Regions from separate parts of the Bicyclus anynana genome. Here region 2 is linked to region 1. Evidence: chromatin contacts called from public Hi-C data. All regions are on one chromosome and are shown on one strand. Each heading gives the region's core, a stretch centred on a gene start, on an enhancer-like site or on the middle of the called end of the contact. The rest is flanking DNA. Distances are from core to core; before and after follow the strand shown.

The links. A called contact is a pair of places that touch in the nucleus more often than the background predicts.
Region 2: a Hi-C map of whole larva shows a contact between it and region 1, with 9 times the contacts expected there. The contact joins the enhancer-like site here to the promoter of LOC112051050 in region 1. A contact is called at or near these places in 2 of 2 Hi-C or Micro-C datasets (whole body and whole larva).

What each region holds. Positions count from the first base shown.
Region 1 is chr5:18,557,038-18,561,610 of ilBicAnyn1.1, reverse strand. LOC112051050 (ankyrin repeat domain-containing protein 29) reads right to left here and starts at 1,442. Exons shown (of 8, transcript XM_024089515.2): 1 at 1,126-1,442. The coding sequence starts at 1,137. LOC112051037 (zinc finger protein 567) reads right to left here. Exons shown (of 7, transcript XM_024089504.2): 5 at 3,915-4,016; 6 at 2,765-2,921; 7 at 1,190-2,645. The coding sequence ends at 2,418.
Region 2 is chr5:18,592,839-18,597,634 of ilBicAnyn1.1, reverse strand. LOC112051050 (ankyrin repeat domain-containing protein 29) reads right to left here. Exons shown (of 8, transcript XM_024089515.2): 4 at 4,082-4,180; 5 at 3,076-3,174; 6 at 2,595-2,792; 7 at 2,281-2,376; 8 at 1-1,453. The coding sequence ends at 1,247. Among protein-coding and RNA genes, the nearest start is that of LOC112051027, 8.3 kb to the left of the region's middle. Within about 2 kb of position 1,299, at least 8 of the 8 cell types and tissues checked have open chromatin away from gene starts, as enhancers often do.

The sequences.
Region 1 (4,573 bases), core at 193-2,692:
GTTTTCTTTGCTGTGGGAACATTATGATCTGAATATACAGGTGCTGTAAGAATGTTGAACATATAAATAAAAAATATGGCCTATAAATTTTATGAGTTACCATAGGTTTCCCGTAGGTCATAAAATAAGTGAAATGAGTACAAGTTATGAAAAAATATTATCTAAATAACATTACATTACCAATAGGCATTTTCTAGGTAAGCTAATTCCATCATAATGTTGCATTATTGCTTACCATCAGTAAGATATATGATTGCTACCAATCTCTAGCATAAAAATAAATAATAAGTAACTACATTTTGGTTTTTATTAATTATGACTAATGACTAACAAATACAAACAGGAAATTAGTGAGGACATGAGAGGACAAAAAAAAACTGACCTTCACAAATGAAGGTCAGTTTTTTTTTATTGTAATATTGAAATGAAAAATGATTTGTTTCTCTTGCCCTTAGGTATTATTTTTTCTAAAGAACATTTACTATAACTTTAAAGATGATCTATTAATGATAAATATTCATCACATTTCCCTCAAAATAAGCAAGTAACCGTGTTAGCAATAATTTGAGATCGAACCCAAAACTTTGGGATCTGGGTCCTTTAGTCATGAAACTACTCCTATCACAGCTTCAATGGAACAAATTTTAATTGTATTTTATTTTCTGTCCACCATAGATGAGGCTATGTGATTTATTTATTAATATTAATAGTAAATACTTAAATAATATTTAAAAATTGTTGTTGTCTGAGTAAGTATTAATATCTTCTCTAAAATAAAGTACCTACCTTCAAGAAATATCAACTCAACCCTTGTAAATTATATTTAACTTAATTTTGAATGCATCAAAATATATATCTTGATAAATTTAAAATTCATTGATGAAGATCAAACTGTCGAAGAATGTGGCGGTACCTACCTAAACATATATAAATAGGTATATTTCAGAACTTATTGACAAATAGTATTAAATGAAATATGCAGACCAAAGATGCATCCATCGGAAACACTGGATCGTAAACAAATTTACGAGCGCCAATAAAATGCACTGCAATGCAGTCAATATTAAGGAAATAATTTATTAATATACCCGCAAAATATAATAGTATTTTGTGAAATACACTTACCTTTAAAGACATTTTTGCTTCAACCAATAAACTGCTAATGGAATTCAGGAATTAACAGTCATCGTTCAACGAATTAAATAGTTTTATTATTGAAAAATAATTGTTTATTTACATACACAACACTAAAAGACACACAACCATAAGATTACGTAATTTTATGTTTTGAGAATTACTTCATTCCGATCTTGTAATAAATTATTGTCGAGACGATCGAACTCCGAGGTCCCCAGTTATTTATTTTGCTGTAAATACGAGCGCACAGCGCAAGTCGCACGATTTTTTTCCCTCGATTCACTTTACGCGCCCACCGCACCTATCGCGTTTGACGTTAGTTAAAACAGTGTTGCTAGCTGCAAATCTGCAATACAAAACCAGTGTTGCTGTTCTAAATTTCTATTTAAGATCTAAACTTCCTCATAGTAGTTATTGATATATAAACTAAAAGTTTATTTTGCACCTTATACCATAATCAAACCATGATTATATTCATTAATAATATAATAATTATTCATTAACAGATTTCAATCAAAGCTCGTAACGCCATCTACGTGTGTAATAAAATACTTGTGAAGTTTCCATATCTATGAACAGATGGCGTACGCAGACTTAAATTTAAACCAAATGATTACATGTAATAGGACTTTTTCCTACTATAAATTTTATATCTCTTGAATCAGGTATTGATCCTTTATTCGAAGGGAAACGTGTAAGCTAATAAATTCAGCTCACGAGATAACTTTATCCTAGTAAAACAGATAAGTAAGTATTACGAATGTAAATATCTTTAATAACAATGAAAATATCATAGTCAATAATTACTGTTTATTTTGAATTTAATCCAAAGATTAATCCCATAACTCAGGTCTACGGTCTACCATACATATAAGTAAAGTAACGGCCATTTATTCAGCAAAAGACGTGTATTTTAACACTCAGGGGAATTAAAACTCTGGTATGTCCGTTGACCTAAAACTTTGAATTTTGCCAAGTAACATCGAGATAGACCTCAAGTACAAGAATTTTTTTAAATCTAGGTACTTATACAATAATTTCGAATTAAATTTTAAAAGACAGGACTAAAATTCGGGATTCCTAAACTATTTATATGATCATAAGTCAATGATAATTTTATGCTATTTAAACATCATTGTCATAAGTAGTATCCTTCGGTGGGAGAGTCCAATTCGCACTTGTCAAGATTTTTTTTTAAATTCAATTGTGTAGGTATAACCAAAGAATACATAATAAGTACATATATTAATGTACAAGGTATAACTCATCAAGAGTTATTATTAGCTATTAGGTATATCTTTAGCCGTCTGTGTGTCTGTCATCAAATGTCGTTTGACGGCTTCAAGCGCGCTCTTCGCGTCGTATGCGTCGCCGTGCGCGGCGAGGTAGTGCGCCCGCAGCTGCGCCGCGCGGTCGGTCCGGTAGCCGCATGCGGTCGGCGCGCGGCAGATGTACAGCGGCAGCCCGGGGTGACGGCCGCTGCGGAGAACGTGCTTGCGAAGGTTCTCCTGGAACAGCAGCATCATCAGCTCAGTCATATGAACGACCAACTATGGGCTACTAAAATATCAATTTATTCAGGAAAAAGAACATAGACAAACAAGTAAATAAATAAATAGGCACTCACCAAACTGCCACACGTGAACTCGCAGTGCGGACAGGCGTACGGCTTGACTCCCTCGTGGCACACCAGGTGTCTCTTCAGATGGCTCGCCTGCTCCGTTTTAAATGAGCACAGCGAACAGTCGTACTGCTTGAGACGGTCTCCGTGTGTGCGACGGTGTCTGTAAACAACTTAGTGTAACCATCATCATTATCAGCCTATTTAAAATCCTATTACAGAGCCAGGCTTAGTTCCTTGTAGGAGATGGGATATGGAGGCACGGGGCTATAGCACAACCAATTATCCCAACTCCCAAATTAACTGAAAATTTCTTATAAGAAAGAAAAGCTTAAATAATTTTTTATAGCTCGACCCAGGACCTCGTGATTCGAAATTACATAGACTAACCGTAACCACTGGACCAACGAACGTCCAACGGGACAGTTAGTCTATTAAGCTCATAAGAATTTTGTGCAGCGCCATCTGTTAATATATTTTAAAACTCTTTGTGATGAACGAAAGTGCGCCATCTAGTGACGTAGGGATGAATTATCATGTGAAGTAAGGCGCTGTAATAGTAGTTGAACGAATCTACGATAGGTGGCTGTTTCAATTCAATTGTTTTTTTAGTACAGATGTTCTAATTTCGGAAGGCGGAGGAAGGCTTCGCAGCACAACATCAACGCATTATGATACGAAGGGAAGCGTGTGACATTTTACTATTAACCAAAAAAACCGTTACTTAGCGATTCACAGACAGAACTTCTATTACTTGTAATGTGTAAACAATCCTAAATTGTAATCTATACTAATATTATAAAGCTGAAGAGTTTGTTTGTTTGATTGAACGCGATAATCTCAGGAACTACTGGTCCGATTTGAAAAATTCTTTCAGTGTTAAATAGCCCATTTATTGAGGAAGGCTATAGGCTATATGATATCCCCGTATTCCCACAGGAACAGGAACCACGCGAGTGAAACCGCGTGGTGTCAGCTAGTAATAATATAACATAACAAAAACATGGTTTGTATCTTGCGTAAGTACGCTCAGTTTTTGCCACACGATCTAGAATATCTTTAACTACACTATTTCTACTACACTATACTTCAGAAAACTAGTGTTTCTGAATTAGGTCATTATGTATAGATTTTGATGTAAATAAATAAGTGATACCTATTGAGTTGTGCGGCAGTGGACGCTATGTAGGAGCACTGGTCGTGAGGACAGCGTCTCTCGTCTACCTCGCACGCCGAGACGTGGCGGGTTAATGCGAACCTGGAATCATTAGAACATAGATTTATAGCACACAGATAGTGTGCAGCCGCAGGAGTTGTAAGCCGTTTTATGTGCCCCGAAATGGGAGCCCTTGACGCATCGCTACGTTACGATTAGGACGCTTGTGTACGTGGCGACGAGGGTAATTAATTAATTTAGCTCTTACGCTCACATTGTCACAGAAGTGGCTTACGTTTGCTTAGCTTAGCTTAGCTCTAAGGTGTAAACATAAAATTAATCTAAGTATTTAAAAATAACTTTGGCTGAGTTTCTTGTGGGCTCTTCTCGGACCTAGGCCCATTTGGAAATGGTAAATATAATTTTAAGTTTTCGACTTTAATTATCACCATTAAATCATAACATAACTTGACGTTTCAAAAGTGCTTGTAAAGTAAGCCTAATTGAAATAAATGAATTTTGTGTTTGAGTTCGACTTTTGAGTTTATCATTGCTTGCCCCCCCCAAAAGAGACCTTTATATCATGGACTGCATAGAAGTTATCCTGTAATCTAAGTTGAAAAAGAAAAAAAATAATAGGTTCAGTACTTTCGGAGATG
Region 2 (4,796 bases), core at 50-2,549, 36 kb before region 1:
ATACGGTTTATAAAATATTGCTTTATTTACAGACATTTTATATTAAAAAATAATTATTTTTAGTCAATATATTGCTATTACGTGAGGTATACATATAAGGCGACGCTACAATGTGATTACTTGATAATTTGATATCATAATATGAGAGAGTTTATATATTTTCTTACAAGATTTTTGCTCGTCGATAAGTTATACACCTCTTAAATAATACCGACATACAAATCAATGTACACCAAGATGGCTGTAAATAAACAATTTCCTAGGAACTTCGAAACTTATTTACAGGAACTACCGATTTATAAAAATTATTTAAAAACCGATACAAAAGCCGCGAGCATAAATTGAACACGCGTTTATTTATATATCGACACATAGATGGCGCTATAGCTTGGCAACTTCGTTCGTAACACTCAATGGTCCACGCGGGCCGGAGGGCGTGTAGCGATAAATGAAAAACCCACGACTGATGCACCTCATATTCCCGCACGCACGATTTCACACCCGCGTAGTCTTTCCCCCCGTCGCCCGCCCGCCACTACACATACACTGACAATACAAGAAGTTGATGGCAAAAAGATCCACTGATATGAATAGGTATTGTTGGGAGTATGCGCCGAATTATTTTTGGAAATGCTAACAATGGACGTTAGATGGGTAATGTATAAAATCAGTTTTTTTATATTATACCTACATACATAGAGTCTTGCTAATGAAAGTAGAGACTGAAATCGCCCCTCAAATGAAAAAAAAAACAGTTAAACAAAATAAAAAAAGCATGCTTTTCATAATTTGTTTTCTTGTTTGTGAATACATTACTACCTATAAGTAAGTATTAAACTCAGTTAATTGAATATTTGCATTATAACTTTCAGAATTATTTTTAAATTTGACGGGCGCTTTCAGTTTACTTTCATCATAGACAAGAATATTTCATTAGCCAAACTCGATTACTACGTATTGCTTATAGCGCCATCTATCGGATGCCCATGGTTTACGTTTAACGATACTAGATGGCGCCACACACCGCGAGCGATGGCAACAATACGTAATTGCCTAATAATAATAAAGCCATCTATCGGTCAACTATGGTTTACGTTTAACGATACTAGATGGCACCACACAATATCACTCGCGGTTGGTATTACGAGTGTTCCTTAGTCATTGGATCCAATACACAATGCTATGACATGAACGTAATGAGAATGGAGATGGTGAGTGGTGGCAGTTACATGGTGTGAGTCGTATATCACGAGTGCTCCAGCTGCTTGAGGTAGGCGACCACGTCCCGCTTGCCGGCGCTGGCGGCGGCCTGCAGCGCGGTGAGGCCGGCGGCGTTGCGGAGAGTGGTCACCGGCACCACGTCGCTGCCGACGGCCACGCGGCGCCGCGCCAGCAGCCGCACGCACGCCAGCTGCCCGAACATGGCCGCGCCGTGCAGGGCCGACTGACCGTTCTGAACACATTATTAATAATAGGGGATGAAGTATGACATTGCTGTTTTATTGCAATAGGTTTTTTAAATTGTACATTTTCATATGTCGCTAAATTTTCTACGTAATCAATAGTTATTTATGCAACTGTCCGTAATGAGGGTGATCGTAGCAAGAGTGGTTTTTAGTAGTTAGTAGTAGTTTAGTAGCAGCACGAGTGCTACTATAGCTAATTACGTGCAGTGGTTTACAATACTTTTTCTGCGACCATGATAAAAGAAATTAATGAATTATTAAAACTTGGTAAATTGGCATTCGGCAAGGCCTCCTGGACTTTGTATCGGCGTGGCCTTCTAGATTTTGGCTCTTGTAAGGAAGCCTGAATTGTAGTAGCCATGGCATTGGCCATTGCCCATTGCACAATACGAATACGCACGAGTGCTACAATCGCTAATTACGTGTAGTGGCATACAATACTTTTTCGACGACCATGAGAAAATAAATAATAGAATTAACAAAAATTGTTAAGTAAATAATTAGTGTTGGGCCTCTTCGATTTTTGTATCGGCGTGGCCTCCAAGATTTGTCTCTAATAAAAAAGCCTGAATGTTTGTAGCCATGGAACTATTTACAAATGAAAAAAAAAAAATTGTAGCACGGTTTTTGTCGTGTTAAGAATGAATAGTTTTGTAATAAGGTTTGAGGTTTACATTGATTAGACTAAGAAATGGGAGTAAAAATAATATTTTTTCTAACAGAAAAGGAAGAATGTCATCTAAATACATAAATCATAGGACATTTTTCACTGGATATATAGATTTAATAATAATGAGTGTAGTGATGTACTGACCGGCAGTATCCCCAGGTTGGGCTTGTACTTGAGCAGCTCGGCCACCACCGCGCCGTGCCCCTTGTGCGCCGCCTTGAACAGCGGCGTCGCGCCGTCCTGTGCGACATTGCGACATAGTCATGAGTACGTCCATTTGATATACAAACTTTATATATTTTAGATATATAGATTAGTGTAATGTGCCTGTAATTACACCGGCGACCATGCTCTTGCGACCAGCACAGCTAAGCTGTAAGGCGGCAGCTACCACTCCGGCGAGTGCCCGACGCGCCACTCACCGGGGCCGCAGTCGCCGCTCACACAGCGCGCCCTACCTGCCGTAGCTTGTCGGCGTGCGCGCCGGCCGCCAGCAGCGCGCGCGCCACTCGCTGGTGGCCGCACTGCGCCGCGATCCACAGCGGCGAGGCGCGGTCGGCGCGCGCGGCGTCCACGGCGGCGCCGGCCGCCAGCAGCGCGAGGCACACCTCCTCGTGTCCGTTCTGTGCCGCTATGAACAGCGGCGTCGCCTTGTCCTGACGTCAGAGGTTACACTTGTAGCAACATCATTGAGCTCAAGACATGGTACAATTGAGATATCCATTTACGACAAAATCCATCCAGGTAACAAAAACTTGTTTAGATAGCCAAAAGTTACGATTGTTTGATATTACATAGTCGTTTATATTCTTGATGTTAAGGTACCTAATACATATTACAAGGTGTACATAATATTACAATTTATCTTGCTTTGAACTAAACACACAAGTAACAAATCTCAATAAAGCATGCAGCATTAGGACAATGGGAAGTCGTCACCTTCATGCAGGAGTTGACGTTGGCGCCCCTCCGGATGAGCTCCTCCACCACGGGCAGGTGTCCGCACTGACACGCCACGAACAGCGGGGTGCCGCCGTCCTACGACACAGAACTATGAGTTATAACTTAATGGTCTAAGGTTATAACTTACAAAAGCAACTATACTGTGATGACAGACTGGATACTCGGTATCTTGTGTCAGTATCAACCGGTCTTGGAATAGGTAAAATCACGAGTTCATCCAGCACACAATCGTCCATCGGCATGAACGTGCTTCTAAGCTGAGGCCCCGAGTTTCACAGAATCAGTGCCGGATTTAGGAAACTTGATGCCCTAAGCAATCTTTCCTTATGAGCCTGTACGTATCCCTAAGTATCAATTAACAAAAAAAGCCATTTTGAAATTATTTACACTTTAAGTATCCAAGTCTGCACATCAGTACACGTCTTTTCAGTGACGTTCAGTCCCTGTAAGTTCTTCTAGCTCTTGAGAGACTCTCATTTCTAACCTCGCACACACTTGAAGCTCTTTTTCATATCTTGAAGGAAGAGAGCTCTCTTCCATATCTTGAAAGGAAGAGAGTTCTCTTTCATATTTTGGAGAGGAAGACACCCTAAGACAGAATTGCAATGTTTGAGTTTCCGACTTGTGCAGATATGAGCACATAGAACGTACAGCACATTAAACTCCCAAAATTTAATTTCGCGTATGCTGAGTAGAAGTAGAGAAGATTACCACACATACGGATACCACACAAATAAGGGAGGACAAACGAGGATTGGGAAAGAGATGAGAAGATTCTCAAAACAGGATGGTATGAAGAAATGCATTGCGGTCCCGTGTGTGACATTGTTTTAATCAGTGCAAATCAGACATGCCCTGCCGACAGGGGAAGTACGAAGGGACTATTTTCCTCTTCATCGAAAAAAACACATGCTCGACGCCGCTGCGGTACCTTGCGGGTGTGGGAGCATACAAGTAGTGATTCAGCAGACGTATGTGTTACCGTGCTGGGCGCGTCGATGGCGGCGCCGCAGTCCACCAACAGGCACGCGATGTCGAGGAAGCCGCCCTGCGCCGCGAAGAACAGCGCGCTCGTCCCTGTCTGACAGAGCACCACACTTGTACCTCGGTTACTTATGCTATCCAGGCATTCAAATATATACAAATGTATGTACAGAAATAAAAAGCTCAACCTATAATTTGGGTATATTATTGAGATCGGAAATAAAGAAAAAGTTATCTTAATAAACCAAATTCCACGTAGTCAATGAAAACAGAAAAAGGGCTATCATTGTCAGAGTAGTACAGAATACAAGTGTTTGGTGTATTTGGTTATATTTCCACACCGCGTTGCATGAACAAGTTAAAGTTAAGTCTAAGCCCCTTAGTATCGATTCGAAACGGGCATACAACTGTAACTAAATGAAATTACCCATTTCTCTACTAAAATTTTCGCTAATTTGTTTTAACGATTCTGACGGAAAAATACCTGAGCCGTTTTAAAAAAATTTCAAAATTCATAACTAGGCCACACCACTTTCCATTCACAGTATATTAAAATAAAACGACTACGACAAAATAATTAAAACGTTCTACAGAATGTACCTAAAAGTAAGTCAAGAAGTCGTATAGCTCGCGAGCTCGAGCGCAATGAAAGGGCTCATAAGCGGGAACTGTGACGATGAAAAGCGCACAAAGCCGGCACTTCACTAGCGAGC